Linked DNA regions of Mus musculus: region 1 is linked to region 2. A link is a contact called in public promoter capture Hi-C data. All regions are on one chromosome and are shown on one strand. Each heading gives the region's core, a stretch centred on a gene start, on an enhancer-like site or on the middle of the called end of the contact. The rest is flanking DNA. Distances are from core to core; before and after follow the strand shown. Region 1 holds the start of Msh5 (mutS homolog 5). Region 2 holds the start of Brd4 (bromodomain containing 4).

Region 1 (3,062 bases), core at 229-2,728, 2.8 Mb before region 2:
ATTCAAACAGGTTTGGCTGCCTCTCTTGGCTGTCTTTATGGCCGCAGCTGCTCTGATCATCACTATTGACTGTGGCTGCCTGAATTGCTACGCACACACAAATGCGTTATCTTGCCTTTATTTTCCAGGCTGCTCTGTCCTGGGATCACCCAGCAGTGCTCCTGGATTTGAAGCCAGGACTGCATTAAAAAAAAAAAAAATGTAGACTGCCATCTTATCTCTGAGCTCCCACTTCTTCTTTCTCCAGCTCTTCTTTTCTTCTGCTGCCTTCTCTTCCTGGGTCTGATCCCTTCCTCTTCTTGGTAAACCAGTCCCTAATCTCTTCATACCCCAGAATGGAAGGTGTGTCCCTCTCTGCCACTCCCCAGAGCTGTCACCAATAACCTCTTCCAGGTTTCCATAACTCCATTGCTCAATAATTTGCCAAGAGTAACCATTAACCCAGCCCTTAGACCTGCTCCCCTTTGGAGATGATTTTTCCAGTCGCTGATCAGCAGAGCCAGGTCACCTCATGCCATTTCTGAACCTCAGGCAGGATCTTAGTTTAGTGTAGCTAGGACAGTTTTTAAAAAATTATGTGGTGTGTGAGTGTGAGTGTGAGTGTGTGTGTACAAGCAGCACAGGTATGGAGGACAGAGGACAATCTGGGTACAAAATTGAAGGTACTTTTACCTGCTAAGCCAGCACTGAAGTTTTTGTTTGTTTGTTTATTGTTTTGTAAAGTATGGTTTTTTTTCTTTCCCTCAGAAACTCCTTCCTTCTCCTTCTTTCCCATCCAGATGGATCATCAGTCAGAGATACCCTGTGTCCTTAGGGGTGAGAGGACTGTAGTATGGTTGTATGTGTTCTAATTAGGTCTACTTTCAGAATTTAGTGTCTTTCAGATACTTATACTTCCTCTTCAGGGGTTCCAAAATAATCAAGCCCCGTGTTGCTCCTGTGGTTGGTGATCATCTCCTGCAATCAGGAAACAGGCAAAGTAGGTCTGAAACAGGAGTTAGTTCTTACTTCCACTTATTTATTTAAAACACTCATGTAGCGCTTACTTTGTTTGCTGGGCACTGTTCTGAGTTTTTTATAAATATTAACTTAGTGGGTACAAATATTAACGGAGTTGTTGCTGTTGGCACAGGTTGAATTAATGTTGCTTCTCTCCACTCTTCAGGAAGGAGGAAGACTGCCTCTGGCCCTTTAAGGTCGGCCTCCGGGCTCTGGCCTTCTCCACCGTGGCCCAGACCCTTTTTCCAGGCGGGGACCTTAGTTTAGGGCGGGCTCCGCCCAACATCAATCAAAGCTCTGCGACACGGCTGCTTAGCAACGGCAGAGGGCGGGAATTTTGAACACTCTAGCACCGCCCCCAATGCAAACGGACCAATCGACATCTAGCGTCCTCACCGCCTTCCCGTTGGATGGCTAAGCAGACCCTTTCAGCCACTAAGGGGGCGGGGCGAGCGCGCGCGGCCCACGCCTACAGGCTGCAGGCTTGCGGCGGTTGGTCAGGGAGGTGGATCGTCGCGGCTGAGGTGACGGAAAAGGCGGGAAAGTGCTGCGAATTGGCGGCTCCAGTGGGGTGGGGGTGGGGGAGGGGGTGGGGGTGGGTCAGGAGAGCGCGCTGCGGCTGTAAGGGCGTGGGTGGCGGGAGAGACTTGACGTGACAGCGCGCTCCGTCAGAGCTTCCAAAGCACGGCTTCGAGTGACAGGAATGAGGGTGGGACAGTAGCTCGGAGCTGCTCCCAACCTAAAGGGGCAGCCCCCGCGCCTGTCCCCTGAAAGCCCGCGCACCAGCCGCCTGCTGAATGCTGCTTTTGGACCTCCTTCCCCTCCCATGTCCTCAGAGTCGCCGAGCCCATGGCTTTCAGAGCGACCCCAGGCCGGACGCCGCCGGGACCCGGACCCAGATCCGGAATCCCCTCAGCCAGCTTCCCCAGCCCTCAGCCCCCAATGGCGGGGCCTGGAGGTATCGAGGAAGAGGACGAGGAGGAGCCCGCCGAGGTGTCCGCGGAGTTGGGAGGGCTGGGAGAGGCTGAGCCGACCCCGTTTCACGTTGACTAAACTCCCCATGAGTGCCTATCTCCGAGATTTGGTTAAATGATTAATAATAAGGGATGACCAATCCATGCCCTTCCGAGGGATTCAGATATCGATCCCCTTTCCTTCCTCGCGGGACAGATCCATCTGTGCGTGCTGTGGAGCTCGGGATACCTGGGCATTGCTTACTATGACACTAGTGACTCCACTATCCACTTCATGCCAGATGCCCCAGACCACGAGAGCCTAAAGCTTCTCCAGAGAGGTGCGACAGAGCCCTGCATTCCTCTCCTCTGGGGTGGGACGTGTGTTCACTCATACATCCTCATGTAGTTTATAGTCACCTGATTTAGGAATTACTTATTCAACACAACTTTATTAGGTACCTACTGTATGTGAAATGCTACAGATTTTGTCCCTGGCAAACCATGATTTTAGTGATAGTTTCCAGGACACTCTTGTTCCTTCCCACCGTGCCTTTACTAAGTCTCCTCCACTGCGCTCCCAGTGTGCAGACCATCCCTTACAGACATAAAATAACTTTAGTTTGGTTTTGGTTTTTTTTTGAGACAGGGTCTCACTATGTACTATGTGGCTCTGGTTTATCCTGAAACCTATTGTGTAGATCAGGCAGATTTTGATTTCATGGAGATTCCCCTGCCTCCCAAGGGCTGGGGTCAAAGGCATGTGTCACCATGCCTGGCTAAGATGATAAATTCTTGAGGAGAACAGACAGTGGCAGGAAGAGAGCCACCACTTTCCTCTTAGTCACAGTGGAGATATCCTTCGACTCATCAGGCACCTTCCTTCTCTCTTCAAGTTCTGGATGAAATCAACCCCCAGTCTGTTGTCACAAGTGCCAAACAGGATGAGGCTATGACTCGATTTCTAGGGAAGCTTGGTAAGGATTGCATAGAGAAGGGGAAATGGAAATAGACTACTAAATCTTTGGCTGGGAGGGAGCATGGGACAATGACAGGCCTGAACTGTACAAGACTGTGGCCTCTTGCCTCCACAGCCTCCGAGGAGCACAG
Region 2 (3,345 bases), core at 131-2,630:
GTGAACACATGTAATCTCATTACTTGGAAGGCTGAGACAAGAAGGGTAAGAATTCTTAAGATCCTGCTCTGAAAAAAAAAATCCCCGCTGGCTCATTCTCTTATTTCATGATACATGAAATATTTTCCTTAAGTTGATTCCATAAATTGAGTGTAGTGAATATAGTGAAACGTGTCTGTATTTTCAGCAATTGTCAGTTCCCACTGACACACAACTAGCCATAGTCCTCTGGCCTTAATGTTCCTCTATCACCTGTCTGAGGGCTCTCTTCACCATCTGCTCTTTTGAGTCTGTCATCGGATTATTTAAATTTTTGGATTAAAAATCTTTTCTTGGGGTTGGAGATTTAGCTCAGTGGTAGAGCGCTTGCCTAGCAAGCGCAAGGCCCTGGGTTCGGTCCTCAGCTCTGGGGGAAAAAAAAAAATCTTTTCTTGTCGTTCTTGCATGTGAAGATCCCCACTCATCTGCAAGGTTCCTTCCCTGAGTCTGCGTGTCGGCTTCCTCCGAAAAGCTGTTTCCTTATGGATGGCCCTGAAGACTCTTCTTGTCTTCTCTTGATCTTCCCTCTTCTGTGTATCCCTCTGGGGTACACAGTCCTCAGAGACCCTCGATCGTGTTCCAAGGACTCCCGCCCTCCTCCCCCCAGTCGGGGGAGCCAGTCTCCTGTCCTCACCTCTACAACCGCCGCCGGCACTAACGAAGCTCTCCGGACCTGGGAGGACCAGCGGGACGCGCACGCCGGGCGGCGGCGATGACACGGGGCCGCGCGCGCAGCGTGCGTGGTGACATCAGTGCGCTGGCGGCGGCGGCAGGGCTGTTTGTTCTGCTCTCCCGCAGCCGAGGAACCGAAGCAGTGGCGGCGGCTGCGGCGGAGGCTGCCAGCAGTGCCCGCGGGCGAGCGGGGCCTGTGAGCGCAGCGGCGCGGCGGGCGCGGCGGACGGGCCCCGGCTTGGCGTCCCGGACAGCGTGCGGCGGCGTGCGGCCTAGCGTCTCAGGTGAGGGGACCGGTGTCCTTCGCGGCCGCGAGGCGGGCTGCCGGGGCCCCACGGCGCGGCCCGCGTAACCTGCATTGCGTAATGGGGCTGGTGCGCCACCACCTACGCCATCGGCGCGGGGGTGGGGAGGCCGCAGTTTCGTGGGCCCGGAGCCTGGTGCTTCTCGCGCCCTGCCGGGGCAGCCCGCGCCGTTGGGGCGGCGGCGGCCGAGTGGGCTCGCGGACTTTGTACCGGGGCAGTTGCGCCCGCCGCTGTCCCCCTTGGCGCGGGCGGCGGCAGGGAACGGGACCGGGACCGGGACCGGGGGCGCGGGCGCGCTGGGCGGCCGGGGGCGGGCGGGGGGCGGGCCAAGCTCCCGGCACTTCCTGCCGCCGCCATTTTGTCAAGTGAGGAGGAGGAGGAGGAGGAGGAGGAGGAAGCGACTGCCTCTGGATCTGCGGTGCGCGCCGGGCCGCGTAAGTCCGGGCCGGGGATGCTGACCGCGGGTACCGCCCGCTCTCTCTGGTTGCAGTTCCCCCTTGGGGCGGGTCGCTCTTGCGCGTCGTGCCCCGGCGCGCTCTCCTTCCGTCAGCTGGGTACTCCTGCCAGTGCTGGGATAGCGAGTTCCCGCTTCATAGTCTCACCTTTCCGGCTGTCCCCGGAGCTCTGCCTAGAAAGAGGTAGAAGATTTTGTTCACAGGGAGAGAGCTTCCATTGCACGCCTGCTCCAGGCTGGACCCAGGGGACAGGAAGGGTGACGAAGGACCAGGAGTCCCTCTCGACCCACCCACTCCCAACCTGGAAGCCTACTCTTTGGGTGCTTTGTTTTGATGGGTCTCTGCTTGCTGCCGTCCCTTGCAATGGCTTCTTACTTGCAGGAGTGTGTCGGTTTAGGGTGGGGATGTTGGAGAGTTGTGATTCAGCAAAATGACCCCCCCCCCCCTTACACACAAACACGGAAATAGCACTTAAACAAGAAGCCCCCAAGGCCGAGCTGGGTTGGAGATGGGAAATCCCACGTTAGTGTAGTGGACAGTGTGAATACTTTTGCTCAGGCCGGTGGGTGAGTCATGTGCCTCTGCTGATTGGCTGACCTCCCTGTTACTCAAGACAAGGGTTTTTTTGTTTGTTTTTTTAAAAGTGTTTTTAGCCTGCTTGTTTACTTGTTTATGCTTTTCGAAATCTGGTGAGATTATCTCCTGTGTGTGTATATATGTTGGATGCCAGTTGCAGCAGCCCTCTTGAGAATGTCTTTACTTATCATCAAAGGTGATATTAATAGCCCCTGGTTACTAAAATCCAACTCTCAGTGTACTTCTAAGCCAATGTGCTCTTCAGTGCTATAATAAAAAATTGGAAAATTTTTATGAATGGAGATGTCAACTTCCCTTGGAATTGGTAGAGCTTGGGTGTTGTAAAGAATGTCACCCACAGGGCTAGACAGATGGCTCAGCGGTTAAGAGCACTGATTGCTCTTCCAAAGGTCCTGAGTTCAAATCCCAGCAACCACATGGTGGCTCATAACCATCTGTAATGAGATCTGATGCCCTCTTCTGGGGTTTATGAAGACAGCTATAAATTAAAAAAAAAAAAAAGAAAAAAAAAGAATGTCACCCACAAAAATGCAAAGGAATTATGAATGTGTTTTCAATTTCAAGAAGTCTTCAGCTAGCCGGGCGTGGTGTCGAACGCCTTTAATCCCAGCACTCGGGAGGCAGAGGCAGGTGGATTTCTTAGTTCGAGGCAAGCCTAGTCTACAAAGTGAGTTCCAGGACTGCCAGGGTATACAGACAAACCCTGTTTAGAAGTCTTCAGCTGGGGCTCAGTTTTATGGGCTTTACAATAATTTACAAGAACATTATTTTATTCACTTTAATTTGGATGGAGAATGATCTTTCCATAGAGGGCATTTATAGGTAACCAACTCCTTCCTTCTCAAAGCTTCAACTAGGAAGGTTGGAAAAGGTAACACTGTCAAAGACTGAATTGAATTGATCAAATCTAGAAGGAAAAGCCCAGAATTATAAAATATATTGTTGCTGATTTGTACATCCTATCTTTGGTAGCCAATAAAGTATTTAAGGACTCAAGGTAAAGTAAGTCTTTTTAAGTGGTATTAGTTGGTCTTAACTGGAAATAAACCTCTTTTTATCTTGTTAGCATTCTGCACATGCAAATTGCTAAAGATAAGGGATTTTGCTTATTGATGAAAGCTAGGATACAAAAGTGACTGGGACATTTTGGATGTTCTGAATGCCCGTGTGTTTCATTTGGAGGGCTGCAAGAGGGAACTTTTATCTAAGGATTGCTGGAGAACCTTAGACCACTTAGTAAAATTTCCACTAAATTATTGAATTATTTAAAGGAATTT

The links. Promoter capture Hi-C pulls out the DNA fragments that hold promoters and counts their contacts.
Region 1: a contact with region 2 is called in a promoter capture Hi-C map of neutrophils, with 5 times the contacts expected there. The contact joins the promoter of Msh5 here to the promoter of Brd4 in region 2. A contact is called at or near these places in 2 of 39 promoter capture datasets (cranial neural crest and neutrophils).

Annotation. Positions count from the first base shown.
Region 1 is chr17:35,045,161-35,048,222 of GRCm38.p6, reverse strand. It overlaps Msh5 (mutS homolog 5), which reads left to right and starts at 1,478. Exons shown (of 25, transcript NM_001146215.2): 1 at 1,478-1,523; 2 at 1,836-1,992; 3 at 2,170-2,293; 4 at 2,849-2,929; 5 at 3,047-3,062. The coding sequence starts at 1,849.
Region 2 is chr17:32,282,168-32,285,512 of GRCm38.p6, reverse strand. It overlaps Brd4 (bromodomain containing 4), which reads left to right and starts at 1,380. Exons shown (of 20, transcript NM_020508.4): 1 at 1,380-1,450.